2 separate regions of the Takifugu rubripes genome follow, and region 2 is linked to region 1. Evidence: chromatin contacts called from public Hi-C data. All regions are on one chromosome and are shown on one strand. Each heading gives the region's core, a stretch centred on a gene start, on an enhancer-like site or on the middle of the called end of the contact. The rest is flanking DNA. Distances are from core to core; before and after follow the strand shown. Region 1 holds the start of dyrk4 (dual-specificity tyrosine-(Y)-phosphorylation regulated kinase 4). Region 2 holds the start of LOC101074049 (PQ-loop repeat-containing protein 1).

Region 1 (2,672 bases), core at 127-2,626:
ATCTAAGCAAACTAATGGAAAATGTTTGTTTTTTTCCAGGGTACTAGTGGAAAATGTCAGCATTAACCCCAGGGTTTGGTGAAGCTGCAGACGTGAGACCTGCGTGTCTAAATGACAGGTTTTAATTTGGGGGGTCCGGTGTCAGCAGGGGACAATGCTGCGATGAGTAACCCTATCAGGGGCTGCGTTCATCAAAATCATGGGGGTGGGGGGGTGCACTCCGTTTTCTGCAGTCTGTAGGGGTGAAGGCCAGGTCAGGTGTGTTGGTCTATGCAGGTAAACAATACTGTGAAGCAGTTCATGAAGTACAGTGACTAATAACTGAGGTTAGGATCTTGGAGTTAATCGGAGTTCTACATTTTAAAAAGTATTTAAGATTCTAATTACTTTCATACTTGATTTATGTTACTCTGTAATTTTATTAAAAGGGCCCAAACCCTAAAATAATTAAGTGACAACACAAGAAGCATTCTACTTTACTGGTAAACAAAGTGAAATGTAACCTTGGTAGTAATTACTGCTACTAACATTGTAGGCATTTGAACACAATCAGAGAATTTGGGTGTTTATGGGGGTGCAATACATTTGTATATTTTGTGTGATGATGTAACTGGTGTCTTAATAAGGAAGATTTAGTCCACTCAAAACCCAATTTTGAGTCGACCAAATGTCAAACACCAAACAGTTCCAAAAGGAGTTCAATCACTTTATGTGGGGCAAATCCTTACAGGGGGCCAAGGTGATTACCAACGTTGTGTCAGAGCAAAGGACTGCATCATGTGGTCTTTGAGAGTTTATGTACAATCTAAAAAGAAGACAAGCTTTCTTTGCAGACAAAATATCACATAAGTTCATAAATCACTTCTGTTTAGCGATGCACAATCACTTAAAGAGACTGTGTTTCATGACCTGCAGGTCAGGGCATCATATTTGAGGATGGGACAAATATTGTCACATGTTGGTTTAAATCATCTTACCTTGACCAGAAGTGGAAAGGTGTTTTTTCTCTCCTTTAATACCTTATCCAGCCTTTTTTTAAAGACATTTCTGTTCAAAAGAAAATATAAAGTAAATGACATTCCTTAAATCAATCTGCATTACACTGACACCTTTTGGGCCATATTTTAGTCTTCAAGTCGACAAACAGTTCCCAAAGTGTGTCTCCAGTGTTATACCAAATATTGATTATAACTTAGGCTTTATATAGTGTAGGAAATTTTCAAAACTTCATCAAAACTATTTCAAAATAACGTGAATTGTCAACAAATGCAACACTAACCTTTTGTCGGTTGACTTGTTCGGCGCGCTCATGGTGAAATAAATCAACAGGATGTCACACGGCTGTCGCGCGCCACATTGGGTAAGGTGTAGTGTGACGGAGACAGAGCGCGCGCACAGGCATGCACACACACACACACACACACACGACCCCCCCCCCCCCCCCCCAACGTCTTTCTCGGCGTTGGAGAAAGAGAGGGGGGGAGAGGAGGTGGGAGCGACAGCACGAGAGCGCGAGACAAAAGAGATATGGATTTTCCATACGGTGCACACACGGAAATAATGTTGTGGCTCAGTCACGTGGATGTTAATCGTTGGAGGTACTTTCTTCTCCAATATAATAACAGCAATAAAGATAGAACTACACCAGGACATATTTATTTTTTTAAATTATAAAACACACTTTATTTATTTATAATAAGAGTTCAAAGCTTCAGACAACCACAAGAGTACAATGCTGATAACAGAAAATTGTTCTATATCGTTTTGTCCCTTAAAAAGAATTATAATGACTTTATAAAGGGAAACCACGTTTCGATTTCATGTAGAATTTGTATAGATTCGTTATGAAACTGTGGTTCCTATAATCAACTCTAAAGAGTCCCAGAACCCTGGAAATATAAGCTCGGAGATGGAATTCCGCAGTCAAATTACACCAAAACTGAGATAAAATAGTTCCATCCTTGACTACATTCAGAGTTTCCCTTTAAAATTAAAAATAACAACAACCCTACGTTATCATGTATACCATGCGTGCTGTTGTTTACATATACCTTCTTGCCGTCTGCATCTTTTTCTTACAAAATCAAAGGTTAAAATTTGTACCTTTGATCTTAAGGTCCTGTTAAAAACTCAAAAACAGGGGAAGGAAGTCTTTTTAATCTTCATCTCAATGCTTTTAATAAAAAGGACATTAGACTATCTAAATACAAAACATTTACAAAGACGTTTCTTTTCGACTAACATACTAGTACACGCAGTGAGTTTTACAAAAGTAAGATTTACAAAGAACAGGATTTAAGTGTTTCCCACGTTTGCCTTAAGCTGAAGATGAGAATATGAAAGCACCCAGTAAAGCAACTGTAATCGATACAGTGTAAATATTTTATGAGGGATTTGTATCTATCTGAAAAAACCTCCCATCCTAAATGGCAAACACAGGTCTAAAACTGCCTCTGTGTTTGTATTTAAATTGTCTTTAACATTTGTATTTAAAATAATTGGCCAATTTTACATTAGATGTATACCTTATGTCATCAATTATAAATAAATTGCAGGATTAAATAAACCATTCGCAGATGTCACAAATGTTGCACACTTGGATACAATAATTGACTGTCCAGGCGTGCATGGGTGGGTTCTTTTTATAACTTTAATCCAGCGGTCAATACAGT
Region 2 (2,672 bases), core at 47-2,546, 190 kb after region 1:
CATCGCTTGCCCTTACTCAACCACACAGACACAAACACTTTACTTTTACAACAGTGGTAATGACTGCAGATAATATGGTATTTCAGCACTACCGCAAATGCTACTGTACCTCTGTACTTCAGGAGTGATTCTATATGTGACCCCGTCACACATCAGTTGATGTAATAAATCTAGCTCTACTAAAGCAAAGTTGGTTTGTTTAATTCGATTTCAATCTGTCATTTAGAAAAGTATTGCATCTCTGGTGTATGGCTGTACATCACTGGTTGCAAATATATAGAATAAAAAAGCCTGTCCTGTTTCAGGCTGCATTATAACTATACTGTATGTGGTATACGGGAGTTTGACTTTGTCGAACTACAGAAAAACAGGTCTTCAAAATTATTGTAGACTGGGTGTGTATCACGTGGGTGTTTCTTTAATTGTAAAGTAGCTAGAGCTTTTCATGATTTTTTTAAAACAATATTTACTTGTCTTCTTTTAACACATATTAGAGAAAGGTAGGTAGAATTTTAGTTTAAGACAGGCAAAGACATCTGGTAAAAGCTTAAACAATGTTAACGCAACATGACTCCATAATCGGACAACTTTATTGATTTCCCAGTTTTTAAATTACTCTAAACGTTTTTTAAAATGTACCATTTAGCTATTTTCTTGTTTTCAGTTGACTTGTGTTACCATATGCCTCATGTTTGTTTTTTTTATTATTGTGATTAAAGATAGTTTCCTGGGGTTGGGTAGCTCATGTCTGAACATACATACGTCGGTTTTAAGCAACTTGGCAAGTAAAAAGTTTGCAAGTAAAAACACATTTTGTTGCAATATAATTGTTCTAAAAACACCTGCAACCTTAGTCAGAGGTTCTTTTAACTTTAAAAGGTTCTTTCTGAGGAGTCCATTGGTCAGACGTCAGCTCCTTGTGAAGACTTCAGAATTGGGAAGTACGTAGAAAAGCAGTAGTAGTAGTAGTAGTAGTAGTAGTAGTAATATTTTTATTTACTAGAGGCAGGTTTCAGCTTTACGTACCTTCAGTTACTTTTCCTCACCATATCAAAACAAGGCATTTCCACCAGTAGTGAGATAGTAAAACAAACTTGGGTCTTTGACGAGACCAGTTCCACAGTTCGTGCACACGATGGAAAGGAACATGCGCAAACAAAAACTCCACAATCTAGTTTTGGTTTTTTAAAATACCACTTTACGTATTTTTAAGGAACTGCTCGTTTTATTTACGTAATGCAGCCTGTCTGAATGCGAAGTAAACGCAACTACTGGCGGACTCACTCCTCATTTGAAACGCGAATACGTTTCTAATAACGACGCAGTTCTCGCGAGATTTCCAGTATTGTGACACCAGCTGACTGTACGGTGGGTTGTGTGAGAAACGACTATTTTGACCTGCTAAGTAAACTGATAGCGGCGCACTCCGTGGACCGGTCCCCGAATTTTAGCATACTGATCATTATTTACACCACAGCATGGCAGATACGGACCCCAAGTCAATGCAGGACCTCACAAATGTGGTGAGTCGTGACCACGAAGCTAGAATTAGCTGCAGTAGCTTAGCTGTAATGCTAATAGAGTCGTCAACCATAAGGAAGGATACGAGTTTAAAACAGATCGTGGCATTTCTTTAAGAGATATTCTGACATTGGTTCGCGTGTTTGTTTATATAGATCTGTTTATCAAGTAAATACATCACAGTTTGTGTTTAGCTCTGTTATGTAATGGTTTCTCGGTCGCATAAATGACATCAGTGGACTAGAAATGACATGCATTTAATGTCACATAATCGAATTCTCTTATTCTGTCTGCTATGCATATTAAAGCAGTTATATAGACCTTTTACAAACCAAAAACTAGTTTCCTTTTATATTGTTCTTATTCAAAAGAATTGATACATTAAATAATGACTTGATCATATTGCTAAGCCCGATTCACATTTTTTTTAATATTACTATTTAAATTTATATTATATTGATATCGCAGTATTTACAACAGTAGAAAATGTAGCGCATTTATGATCCTCCATGATGCTTTTCACGCTAATGGAGGATCACCGCCTCCTGTGCTTACAAAGCTGTTGCATTGTTGTCAAGGAAACTGTGTCCTATTGTTATCATTGTCCTGCAGCTTTTCTTTATCGTGCATACGCAACCGACATGGTGCATTTGAGTGGAATGTTGTTTTGGCTTGTTGATGTACTCTTGAAAATTTAATGCAGGCAGTTTTTATATAGTTCCCCAAAGCAGCGCACTTTGTCTGAACCAAAATTGGATGTATAGTTGCCAGTTTTGGGATAAACAAATCAAGAGGCGGGCGTTTGCATTAAAAGCATGTATGTTGTGTTTCCTGCAGGTGCAGACGCTCCTGCAACAAATGCAGGACAAGTTCCAGACCATGTCGGACCAGATCATCGGGAGAAATATCCTGCCTTTTTGATTTAAAAAGTGCCATTGAAACAGTTTACCTACAAAGAGAAAAGAGGAAAATGTTTGAATTTAAATTTTATGTGAAGAGCTCCAAAGAGATGCGAATGACCTGCACATGTAGTTTGTAGGCTCTGGTGTCAGTTATGTTCCTGAACTGCTGCCTCACTTGATGAGATGAGCACACGCATCGACGACCTGGAGAAGAACATTGCGGATCTGATGACCCAAGCAGGCGTAGAG

The links. Hi-C and Micro-C count contacts between places; a contact is called where the count stands out from the background.
Region 2: a contact with region 1 is called in a Hi-C map of an unstated tissue, with 5 times the contacts expected there. The contact joins the promoter of LOC101074049 here to the promoter of dyrk4 in region 1. A contact is called at or near these places in 2 of 2 Hi-C or Micro-C datasets (muscle and an unstated tissue).

The regions. Positions count from the first base shown.
Region 1 is chr9:4,819,220-4,821,891 of fTakRub1.2, forward strand. It overlaps dyrk4 (dual-specificity tyrosine-(Y)-phosphorylation regulated kinase 4), which reads right to left and starts at 1,377. Exons shown (of 15, transcript XM_029841882.1): 1 at 1,280-1,377; 2 at 978-1,047. The coding sequence starts at 1,311.
Region 2 is chr9:5,011,280-5,013,951 of fTakRub1.2, forward strand. It overlaps LOC101074049 (PQ-loop repeat-containing protein 1), which reads right to left and starts at 1,297. Exons shown (of 5, transcript XM_003967183.3): 1 at 1,027-1,297. hsbp1b (heat shock factor binding protein 1b) reads left to right here and starts at 1,338. Exons shown (of 4, transcript XM_029841486.1): 1 at 1,338-1,523; 2 at 2,359-2,425; 3 at 2,599-2,672. The coding sequence starts at 1,479.